Linked DNA regions of Macaca mulatta: region 2 is linked to region 1. The links are chromatin contacts, called in public Hi-C maps. All regions are on one chromosome and are shown on one strand. The core of a region is the stretch at or near the end of the contact, and the rest is flanking DNA. Distances in the headings are between cores, read along the strand shown. Region 1 holds the start of TMSB4X (thymosin beta 4 X-linked). Region 2 holds the start of TCEANC (transcription elongation factor A N-terminal and central domain containing).

Region 1 (6,173 bases), core at 2,824-5,323:
ACTCCTCTTTGCTTTCCTGCTACCCCCTGCTCGCCCTTCTCTTTGCACCATGTGGGGCCGTTCTGGGTGGGAGTCCTGGAGAAATATACTTCAACTAAAGATAAGGCAGAGATAGGCCTCAGTGGAAAGACTTGGTAGACAGACCTGGGCTTTTGATTAAGAGCAAATTGCTTAAATTCTCGGAGCCTCAATTTCTTTAGTAGTAAAATGGGGATATTACTACTCACTCCATAGGGTGAGAATGAAATCAGATATTGTTTAAAAGGGCTTATAACTGAGGGTACAAGATATAGCTACTCTACTAAATATCCTTTCTCTTTTCCTTTTCCTGTTATTCACGGGGGTACTTAGGCTGTGTCTTTAAGGGGATTTAGATTCCAATCAGTGGAAGGAGGGCTCCGCTGTGAGGGAGACGAGATGGAGACTGCAGGGGCCACAGGGGAACGTGGGGTGCAGGCAGGTGGGGCAAATGATAGGAGGCCCTGAAACTCAGACAAAGGGATCTGGGCTTGAGAAAGCAAGAGTTGGGAGCTCAGCTTTGTTCGTGTTCTTCTGTTCCTCCCTCCTCTTCCTTCTTCTCTTCTTCTGGTAAGTTCTTGGCACAAAATTAAATAGGTTCAAACTAATATAACTCATTTTCATGAATTCAGACTTCTAGCCAACTTCTCCACGGTTAGAAATAGCTACGACTCTATCGTAGGACCGCCTTGGAAAGCAAAATAAAACTGCATCCCCTGACACCTTTTCTGGGTTCCACCAGGCACAGGGTTGGAGGGCAACCGCCTTTCAATGTAGGCAATGTTGGCACATTTTTCATGGGGCGCTGTGGCCCGTGAGATGAGGAAGACAGGACAGGGGCAAAGTGGACTCTACTTATCTTTCACCAGAGAGCCCCAGGGCCAGAGTGCACCATACAACCCAGAGTCACCCAAGGCCTTTTTTTGGGGGGGGGGAACGGGTGGGTCTCACTGGGAACAACATCTGCACCTGTTGTAGGCAGTTCCTTTGCCCCTGTATGCCTCTGTCTTTTTAATTGGTATCGAAAACTCCTACCTCAATGGTAGTTGTGCCCGGCACAGACTAACAGACTTATAAATGTAACTGCCTGGGGCAGGAATGATCCTGGAACATTCTGACATCTAGAACATTAAGACTAAATGGATTTAATTATCTGAGGAGAAGAAAGCGAGGCAATTGGAGTCACAGGTTCAACACCTGAGTTCAAGTACCTCCCTCATGTAAGAAAATCAATTCATGGAAGGCTGAGGCAGAGAATGGCTTGAATCCGGGAGGTGGAGGTTGCAGTGAGCCGAGATCGCACCACTGCACTCCAGCCTGGGTGACAGAGGGAGACTCTGTCTCAAAAAAAGAAAAGAAAAGAAAATCAATTCAGTGCAGTGGGAGAACTGTTATTGAGCAACTACTATCCACCAGACACTGTGGAAAGCACAACAGCTTAGCTCCTCACACTCTTCCTGGTGATTCTCGGGCACAGACTAAGAGGATGCGGGGAGGACTTTTGTATGCTCTTGGCATATACAACAGAGTGGCTACCAGCTGATGTAACCCAATGATGGCTTTCTAAGCCTCAGTTTCCCCATCTGGAAACTTCTTATGGAAAGGCGGTGGGGAAGAAAGGAAAAAACAAATATAAAACTTCTGTTACAATGCCTGACTCTTAGAAAGTATCAACTGACAGGAGTCATCATTTTGTATTTGCTGTAGAACTACCAAAAGATCTTCTATCAACATTTTGTAAGCGAAAATAATAATATATATTCATATATATTAATTATATAGAAATAATATATAATAATATATAAATGTATAGGAGAAATAATATCAAGACACCTAAAAATTTTAATTCTAAACACAGACAATTATTTTATTATTTTTCCTCAACCTTCCATCCTAAATAATATGAATAATAACAATAGAAAGAGCTTACTAATTGTCATGCACTGTCTGAAGCATTTAATCCTCCCAACAACCCTGTGAGGTCCGTGTTGCAATGAACCCATTTTACAGATGAGAAAACTCCAGCACAGAAAGATTCATTCACATGGCCACTCATGCAACTTTTAAGAATATTCCTTTGGTTTGCATGTCCTTGTATCTGCACCACCCTTCCCTTTCGTGTCTCTCTCTGTCTCCTGACCCGTTTGCAGGTCAATCCCAATCATGGGAACTCTTTTCCTTTAAGCAGTCATCTCTTTCTCTTCCTCTCTGTTCCCACCTGGCCTCTATCAGTGTTCCAGCACAGTGGAAGGCTGCTTGCTACTGCACTGGAAAACTTCTCCAGACATTTCCAAGTTTGCATTCGTCCATCTCCTTTGGAGAATTGCTTCAGTGAGGCCTAACTCTTTCTGAGGAAAGGCCCTTGGGAGAAGAAGCCAGGAGAAGGTAGTGGCACTCCTTTGTCATCAGGAGACATTGGGAGGAAAGAAATGATTTTCGACAGCAGCTGGGCGAGGGGAAATGGAATCACAGAACCTGCGGAAACGGTGTCGGTACAACAGCAGCTGCCAGCTCTAAAGGCACCCTGCAAGATCTTTTCTGTGTTTCAACGATGAAGTGGACTCCCAACATGGAACAGAGGCGGGCGACTGATACCAGACAGGTGACATTCGGTGCATGCACGAACAGGTCCAGTGCCCCATTTGGAGGCCAGGAAGGCAGCCACCCAGCAGAGCATTAACTAGGGAACCAGACGGTCACCTGCCCCTGCTCACCCCCACCTCTTTCCTCCCCAGGAAAAAGGAAGTCGAAGTAGATGAAGAAACGGGGAAGTCCGAGCTGCTGGCAGTGGCATTCAAGGGTCTATATATAAGGTTGACTCTAATCCCCAGCGAGACAAAAGCCTGTGCCATAAAAATGATTAGCAAGGGGTTTCTAGAAACATTTCCCCAGGCCACGGAAAAGGAGAAGGAATATTTTGCACACTGCCTTGTTTCTTAGAAATAATCACAGCTAGGCCTCTTTATAACCGGGGAGTCTTTTTCCTTTCACACGCCATTTGCAGGCGCGTGCCATGGTATTTGTAACTAATTTTCAGTAGCAAGTGGGTCACTGGTATTCACAGAGTCAGGTGCCATTTTGAAAACTGCTTCCCTCTACCCGAATTTCTTATATTTCCAGATGCAGATGCACTTCAGAGATGTTCTAGTGCTGGAAACGCTCCCTTGAAAATATAATTTGATTTTTGAATTTCACCTTAAGATGTTAGAGATCATGTAACTGTCGTCTTCGGAATTCAACGCAGGCCTCCTTAGCCATCACTTTTATAATTTATGAAAATAAGGAAGAGGAAGGTAAAGAACTTCCTCATTGCCAGGCAGTAAAGTCAATGGCAGAGCTTGAGCTTGACTTATTTTGCTAAGAGGGAGGTGTTTTACCCTATAAACTCCAGACAAATTACCCTACACCCAGCAAATATTACTGTTGAGTGGTCACAAAAATTATGCTGCTGAAACAATATGGATGTTACAGTGATGAAACTTTCTCTTTTAAAATCACTTAAGGGTGCTTTACGTCCCACCCAAGGCAAGAGGAACGCCAGCGAGGAAGACAAAGAGGCCCGGGGTGGGGCGCATGCCCTCCACTGGTCTGAAAGCTGAGTCACAGGAATCGTACCCCTGCAGCCGGCCAGGCTCTCCAGCGAGAGACACCGCGCCCTTGTGTGGAGATGTCCACAGTAGACAAAGGCAGTTTCGCAATAAAAGAATGCCTGTCACCCTAGGTGCCACCCCGACCCTTAGTTATTATGCACTGGTCCCCAAGAGCAATTTTTGCGCTGCTGTTGCAAAAATTCATCGTAATGAAATAAACGTAAAAGGGGAAAATGTGTTATGAAGGAAGTGTTGGAGCGTGCTTTGCTCATTTATTTTTTTCGCCATGTTGTGGTTAGGGTGCACTAGTGGACCCCGGGTGGGGGTGGGGCTCCCCAAAAGCCTGGCAGGCCTCCGGATGCCGTTCCGAGACGCGGCGCGAAGGAGTTAAGCGGGCCGGCGGGTGACATCACCTCATTTACATAGGAGCGCCCATAAAGCGGCGCCCGCCGCACCCCGCCCGACAACTCGGTGGTGGCCACTGCTCAGACCAGACTTCGCTCGTTTTCGTGCGCCTCGCTCCGGTGAGCCCCAGGGCCCCTTCCTCCTTCCTCCTCCTGCCTTCCTGCCTCAGTCCCCTTCCCACGGTGCTCGCCCTTTCATCATCCGCTTCCCTGTGAAGGCATTTCCTAAAGCCGAGCCTGAGTGGTTCTCCCGGGGCAGGCTGCTTTGGGGAGCTGGGGGGGTGCGAAACACCCTAGATGCTGGGTAATGGGGTGGGAAAATCGATGATTTAAGAACAAAACCGAAAAACTGGCGTTTTGCCGTGCTGCTCGGAGGGGACCTTAAAAAATTTCTTAGTGTTTGCCCGCAAAGGTATTGTGCGTTGCCTGGGAGGCTGAGATGGGGGAGAACAGACAGGTCCTTTGTTCTGAGGTTCATCTCCCGAGCCCCGAGCCTCCTCCCAGTCTCGGACGGCTGCGCGGGCTGCATCTGTGCAGCCTGGCGGCGGTGGGGCTGTGCCATGACATTTTCACAGCCCTTCTTGCAGAGACATGTGTGCCAGGGATGCCGAATTGCCGGGAAAGCAGGCAAGACCGGCTTCGGGGCGCGCGGCAGTCGCTTTGTGTGCGGGGCTGCATTGTGGCGCGGGCGAGGAAGCGGGTAGGGCGGTGGTCGGAAGCTCCAGCCGCGGCCGCCGCCTTTGTGAGAGGACGAGAAAGCCAGATCCGGCCCGCATCCTTTGCGGAGAGGCCGCGGCTAGAAAAAGGAAACGCTTTTGCTGCCTGGGTTCCATTTTAAGAATTCTTGCCGATTTTTCCCACTTGAATTCGGAAGTGGGTTTCCTATTTCCTTGTCCTAGCCAGCCTTTAATTTTAAACGCTGTAATGAACAATTCGCATTGGTCAATTTCCTTTATTCTGCAAGATTCGGCTTTGAGAGGCATCCGCCCTCTTTGGTCCCCAGCGTTTTGAAATATGGGGAGGAGGGGCGCGGGGAGTGTCGCCCCTTTTTCTGTAGAAAGAGGAAGCTCGTGAGTGTGGAACGGCAGCGGAAGGAGGGCGAGAAGGGTTTTCAGGCTGCGGGTCGCAGGGCAGAAGCGCAGTTCCCAGCCCAGAGACACTGGGGGTGGGTGGCTCTTCCTCACGCTCGCTCTTGGCTTGCTCCCTGCAGCTTTTCCTCCGCAACCATGTCTGACAAACCCGATATGGCTGAGATCGAGAAATTCGATAAGTCGAAACTGAAGAAGACAGAGACGCAAGAGAAAAATCCACTGCCTTCCAAAGAAAGTAAGCTCCGACCCACCCCCATCTTTAGAAAGGCTGGGTGGGAGCGGCCGGTGGGAGGGCGGGAGGCTGGGAGGGGCCGCGGGAAGAATTCGGGAGGGGGGAGTGCGGGGGAAGAGCCGACAGCTGATGAATGTGGCTTGCAAAGGTTAATTAAAAATGGTTTTGCAGCCAACAAACACAGGGCTTTAGTAATTTAGTTATGGAATATTTAATATGCCATATTAATATAAAAACACATTTGTCCGTTAAAATATACTTCTATTTAGTATATTCAATATACATATTTTATTCCATTATGGAATACCTTGCAGAATGTTTGATTTGAAAAGATGCTTTAAATGAAAGCCCTTTATAGTAGTCTGTACTGAATCCTTTAATCATCTCCCTCCATCTTTTTTTTTCTTTTTCTGGTCACAGCGATTGAACAGGAGAAGCAAGCAGGCGAATCGTAATGAGGCGTGCGCCGCCAATATGCACTGTACATTCCACAAGCATTGCCTTCTTATTTTACTTCTTTTAGCTGTTTAACTTTGTAAGATGCAAAGAGGTTGGATCAAGTTTAAATGACTGTGCTGCCCCTTTCACATCAAAGAACTACTGACAACGAAGGCCGCGCCTGCCTTTCCCATCTGTCTATCTGGCTGGCAGGGAAGGAAAGAACTTGCATGTTGGTGAAGGAAGAAGTGGGGTGGAAGAAGTGGGGGTGGGACGACAGTGAAATCTAGAGTAAAACCAAGCTGGCCCAAGGTGTCCTGCAGGCTGTAATGCAGTTTAATCAGAGTGCCATTTTTTTTTTGTTCAAATGATTTTAATTATCGGAATGCACAATTTTTTT
Region 2 (6,442 bases), core at 2,949-5,448, 720 kb after region 1:
CTGTAAATCAGAACGGTATACTTCTGGCCAAATGTGTCTCCCACTGAAGACTAAGAAGAGAACATGGCTATCCTTTACATTGTCACTGTTGATGAATAGGCCCTCCTGGCAGCATGCCAGGTCACATCATGAAAGGACAGCTGTGGGTGGTGTGTACAGTGTCAGTCCATGAGAACGAGCCATGAGGCCATGTGGTGCAAGAACGAAAGATAAAGGAAGCAACACAGACCAATGCTTCAATGTTTAATTCTTATGTCTCGCTATGCTGATGAACTGCTCTTACAAAACAACTTCCCTTTAAAACAAAGACTCGAAAACCAAAATGAAGTGAGGCATTTCATGGGGCAGTCCGCATGTCAGGATCACCTCCAGACTGTACTACTCCTGGTCACAAGCCACTCTGGCAGAACAAAACCCCAGATGACAGGCCTCAGTTCAGATTTCTTCATAGCAGTGGAAATAGCAACTGTGTAGGAAGGCAGAGGTCTTTGAGTAGAGTTGGTGTCCCCTTGTTCCATTTCATTTTGCAATTGTTCTATATTTTTCTGATTAAAGAGAATTTTGAAGAATCCTTAGTAACAAAATACTAAAGATGTTGTTGCACTGCCTCTGAATTTTCCTCTTATGATATGCACCAATGTATTAGTACGTTCTCACACGGCTTTGAAGAAATACCTGAGACGGGGTATTTTAATAAGCAAATAGGTTTAATTGACTCACAGTTCTGCAGGGTTGGGGAGGCCTCAGGAAACTTACAATCATGGTGGAAAGGGAAGCAAACATATCCTTCTTCACATGGTGAAAGCAAGGAGAAGTACAGAGCAAAAGGGGAAACACCCCTTATAAAACCATCAGATCTAATGAGAACTCACTATCACAAGAACAGCATGGGGGTAACTGCTCCTATGAATCAGTTACCTCCCACCAGGTCCCTCCCACAACACATAGGCCTTATAGGAACTACAATTCAAGATGAGATTTGGGTGGGGACATAGCCATACCATATCAACCAAGAGGTGACTGAAGCCAGACTTTCTGGTCCTTCATCATTTCTCCACTAAATATATTGCCATAAATGTATAGTAGAATAACATACCTTCTAGAGAAATTAGCAAAATGGACAAATGATACAGAAAAGGAGAATAAGAGGTATGGAACTGATCTGGAGATTACTACAGGTACAAGAAGATGTTACATGGGATATTTCCTGACTCAGAGTTTTGTCCAAGGCCCCAAAGGTGAGCACAATGTTAAGTGTCTCCTGGTTCTAATGACAGATGTTAGACCATTTACCCAGGGCTTACTAAATGGTGAGCCCCCTTGCCACTCTTCAGCTTATGTACAGGAGAAGGCAAGAGTGAAAGAGGGTTGTTACAGTTCTGGAAGCTTCCTTCCCACCCCACTCCAAGGCAAGTGAGGGGGACTTTGACAGAACCACTCAGAGAGATGGACAGGTGCCCCTGTTGTAGAATGGTGTCTAACTCTCCAAAAAAACAAACAAACAAACAAACAAAAAACAAAAAAAAAACAATGAATAGGCGAGAAGCCAGCTAGAGCTACCTAAGACCGACTGTAAAGATGACGAGAAGGGCTGCAGAGGGAACAGCCCTGCTTCCAGGGCTGGGTGGGGAGCAGAGCCACTGGGTTGTTCCCATGGGCTAAGTACACATCAAGCAAGCAGCTGGGCCTAGGCTGTCTTGGAAGGACCCTGACCAAGAGGCCTGCAAGTGAGGTAACCTGACAGAAAAAATTTGTGTGGGATGTACTACCAAAAGCAGGAGCCAGCAGTCAACCAGAGGGTACAGCATCTGAACCATGGAATGGGTAAGAAGAGGCTACCAGCAAAGGGAGGGTCCTCCAAAAGATCTCCAAAGTGGGCACCTCCAAAGAACAAAAGTGGTACTAGGTTGGTTTAAGCAGTCTGTGGCCCACCAGCCAGGCACTGCCTGACCCATGGAACTAGCTCTTCTGGGAGCCTCTGGGGATGTTCACTGGAGATACCATGTTTGCTGCTTCTCTGTCATTTCACCTGCATAAGTCTGAGAAATATGTTGCAGAACTTAAACATAAGGTTTCTGTTTCTATAATGTATGACTTTTTGTTCTATTTCCTAATATTCTGTAACTCCTGAGATTTCAAGGGAACTGTTCATTGTTTTAATCCTATGCCTTCCATACTGTGACTTATAAGAACATCCCCAGTTAAGCCCAGTGTCTGGTCCTGGTGTTTTATCAGGAAATGAACACCGGCCGGCACCTCAGAACCCAGAAAGAGGCAGTTTCTCTGACCTCATTCCATGGAAAACATCTGTAACTGTTCCCTCAGCAATGTGTAACATTAGCCTCTGGAGAAGGCCCATAAAGGATTTTGCCTCTCTTCCTTGGGAATTCGCAGGAAAGGGCTGTCTGCATGAGCTCAGAATATCTGTTAATATATTGCTACTCAGAGACTTAATAAGGATTGAAAAGAGGTTTCCGCTGCACTAAGGGAAATTTATCAAAGAGAATTCCAGAGTATTGAAGCAGCTGAAAGATGATTTTAAAACAAAGGCCTGAAAACTATGCATGATAAATTATCACAGATGTGAGTACTTTTATAAGTATTCCATTTTTAAATTGCCCAAAAGAACCAACTTTTCAGCAACCTCTTTAGAATCCATTGGCAGCCCTAGATTCATTCCAGATGAACTGGGCCAGAAATTTCTACAGCAAAGGTCAGGGAGGTCCATTCACTGACCTCCCTTCCTTGCTCCTTGGCTATAAATTCTCACTTTTCCATGCCACATTTGAAGTTGAGCCCAATCTCTCTTCCCCACTGCAAGACCCTGTTGCAGTGGTCCCTATGTCTACCTCAATGGTCCTGAATAAAGTCTTCCTTACCATGCTTTAACAAGTGACAAGTGTCATTAAATAATTTTCTTTTCTTTTCTTTTTTTTTTTTTTAGACAAAGTCTTGCTCTGTCGCTAGGCTGGAGTGCAGGGCACGATCTCAGCTCACTGCAACCTCCGCCTCCTGGGTTCAAGCGATTCTCTGCCTCAGCCTCCCAAGTAGCTGGGATTACAGGCACGTGCCACCACGCCCGGCTAATTTTTTGTATTTTTAGTAGAGACGGGGTTTCACCGTGTTAGCCAGGATGGTCTTGAGCTCCTGACCTTGTGATCCGCCTGCCTCAGCCTCCCAAAGTGCTGGGGTTACAGGCGTGAGCCACCACGCCCAGCCAAATAATTTTTTCTTCAACAAGGTATTATATAATTCTTAAGTGAAAATTGCATTACAATTTACAATGGCAAACATTTTAGCCCTGTAATAGACAGCAAGATAAAAGTAACCCCTGACAGCTCTGAGCTGACCCGGCAGTCACAGCTGGGCCTTGGTGCTCCGTGGAACATAAATACTTCACAGAACACCATCAGACGTGACCACTCTTTGACCGGATGGATCAAGACAAAAACAAGACTCCTTTGTAATCACGTGGGAATGCTGAAAAAACATAAACATTGTCCAAACCACAAAAATGACCAAACATCCCCTATCCCAGTTAATGAGTTACTGGTCTTGTCTCCCCTCCTTTTAGGTAAGTTAATGAGTCACTGGTCTTGTCTCCCCTCCTTTTAGGTAAGATTTATTATGATACTTAATCATACAATCGCCCTCCTTTCTGCCAGCACCCAGTCCAGAGTATTGGATTGGATAATCTGCTTCCCTGAACCTTTCCCCAAATTACTTTGGAGTAAGGCATCAGCATAGGAGGCTGTCACATTCGTTCAACCATCACTGTGCTTTTACTGGCCCTTTGCAGGCAAAGAATGAGAATGTGCACAGATGAGAAGTCCAGGATGCACATGACCACTCAATTAACATTTACTACTTTCATATCAACTGTTGCATGCTAGGATGTTAAAAACACTTTTTGAATTAATTACTGCGTTAAATAGATTCACATTTATGTCTACGGTTATGTGAACATCTAGCTGAACACTGTCTTGACTGTCCTGAGTAGAAGCAGAACAGGTAAGTTGTAAAGTACGTCAACAACCTTTGCTGCTAAAAAACGAAAGTGCAGTTTCTTTCTATCGGGCCAGGGGCGGGGCCATAGCTCCTCCTCCAGGAAGCCGCGCGAGCCCAGTCCCACGGCCGCCGCCGTTCGCTCTACGCATGCGCCATTTCCCTAGTGCGCATGCGCCGGGTCCCAGGCCCACGTGCGCCAGCCTGTGGGCTTGGATTGGCTAAGCCTTGAAGTTGTCCCTGTCCCGGTGACCGGAAGTTCTCCGTGGACGCTGGGCGGCTGAAAGCTCCGGAACTGCGCCTGCGCTTTTCAGTGAGTCATGCTTCAGGTTTGCCAGGGCCTGTGTCCCGCAGAAAGGCGAGCCCTTGTTCCCAGCGGAAGCCCACCCCGGCTCGCGGCGGCTTTCCGGTGCGCCCTGGGCGGCGTAGGTCCAAAGGTGCTCTCACCCCCGCCCCTTCCTCTCCGACTGCCGAGGTCGCCAGAGTGGGCTGAACCCTCGGGACTGCAGCTGCTTGTGTGCTGGGTGCTGGGCCGTCATCCCAAGATGATTAGCGGCAGGCTTTGCATGTTGCTCGACCCCACCCACCGGAACTCGAACCCGGGTTAGACCGGGCTGTTGGGCTGGTCTCTTCCTCTCGCTGCACCTTTACTAGGGGTCACCATTAAGGGAAAGGGCCCTAGCGCAGTACTGAGTGGCAGTTAAGTAACCGCTACACCACTGCCAACATTTGGCATCATTTCTCTCCATAGAGGGCGGGGCTCTCTGTGAAGCTGGGGAGCTGTAAGTGGGTTAGGGCTAGAAAGTTACACTTTCTCTTTAGGCTTTAAAGAGATCTAAAGATCTGAACAGATCTAGGTTATTATTGACTTTTTACCAACTTCTGGAAACATTGTTTCCAGAACTTTCCTCTCGTTCTTCTCAGGGTTTAGGCCATTTTTGTGCAGATGTGTGCACCTTGCTTACTATAATATTAGCTAATCTTTGTAAGTTTTTATATGGATCCAATACCATATTTCGTGCCTACTTTTCCTGGCACTGTATAAACTTTTTGGTATAGGTATGCATCTAAGCATTATCCATATTAGCATCAGTTCTAGAACCGTGGTGTCCAATAATGATAGCCATTAGTTACATAAGGCTTGAGCACTTGAAATGTGGCTTGTCCGAATTGAGATGTGCTATAAGTGTAAGACAGTGAAGTTTGGAAAATTAGCATGAAAAAGAATGTAAACTATCTCAATTTGTTTATATTAATCACGTGTTGAGATGACTATTCTGGATATACTGGGTTAAATAAAATGTATAATTTCAATTTTTATTTTTTAACATGACTACTGGAAAATTTTAAATCATATTTGTGGTTTACATGTTATATTTATGTTGCACAGCCCTGCTCTAGAAAAGGGTCAACAAACTATGACCTGCAGCCAAATCTAGCCTGCCTGTTTTTGTAAACAAGTGTTACCAGAACAAGATCATGCCTATCCATTTATGTTATTTTCTGTATCTGCTGTTGCTGCTACAAGAGCAACAGAGTTGAGTAGTCCATAGAGATTGTATGGCCTACAAAGCCTAAAATATGTACCTTCTGATCTTTAACAGAAAAAGTGTGCTGACCCCCTGCTCTAGAACAATGCCTGGTTTGGTAGATATTTTTAAGCCTTTTAATTGTAGACTCACATCCTGTTATTCACACTTACTGTGTGACAGCCATAGTTCAAAGCACTTTATCAAGACTTTCATTTAATTCTCATTAATCCTAGGATGTTGGATTTCTCCCATTTTGTAGATGAGGAAATTGAGGCACAGAATGGTCAGGAAACTTATCCAACTTGCTCAGCACCCCTCATTTCTAGGAACTGGACCTGCTTGACCTTCTTTATGCAAATGTTTTGACCCCCCAACCCCTTTTGATTAGCCCACAGTGGGCACCATGGTTCTGGTGGTGGTGGTTGTTTTGTTTTGTTTTTTTAACAAGATATATTTGAACTAGAATTTTTTGAATTATTTTTTTGAACTAGAATCGAGATGGACTTGGTCTCCTGCGGAAGAAGCCGAGGAGCACTGGGCTTAGGTGCAATGAGTACAAGCAAGCTGGTGTGTAGTGAAAAGAAATGAAGCTCACAAGCAGAGAAGAGAGAGAGCATCCTGTATGCTCATCACTCATTTAACAACAACAAAAATGTGTTAAGTAATAGTAAGCACTGGCTGGGTGTTTGCTAGGTGTGTATAGGTGAATAAAACATGTGGATCTTCTCTTATGGTCTTGTGGGGAAGGCAGTAAAAACGTTTTTTAAATGTGATGAACACCCTGAAAAAAAAACATGCAAATTATTTACTGTTTTTAGCAGGTTTCCTCACCTGTAAGATGAAAATAAGCCATTATCTGTATTTCAGGAATATTGTGAGGATTGAGATGACAGGAGAGTGTATGT

What was found. A called contact is a pair of places that touch in the nucleus more often than the background predicts.
Region 2: a Hi-C map of fetal cortical plate shows a contact between it and region 1, with 3 times the contacts expected there. The contact joins the promoter of TCEANC here to the promoter of TMSB4X in region 1. A contact is called at or near these places in 2 of 14 Hi-C or Micro-C datasets (fetal cortex germinal zone and fetal cortical plate).

What each region holds. Positions count from the first base shown.
Region 1 is chrX:12,580,446-12,586,618 of T2T-MMU8v2.0, forward strand. TMSB4X (thymosin beta 4 X-linked) reads left to right here and starts at 4,074. Exons shown (of 3, transcript NM_001260557.2): 1 at 4,074-4,132; 2 at 5,223-5,338; 3 at 5,756-6,173. The coding sequence starts at 5,239. The coding sequence ends at 5,790.
Region 2 is chrX:13,296,867-13,303,308 of T2T-MMU8v2.0, forward strand. TCEANC (transcription elongation factor A N-terminal and central domain containing) reads left to right here and starts at 4,199. Exons shown (of 4, transcript XM_077988142.1): 1 at 4,199-4,318; 2 at 6,405-6,442.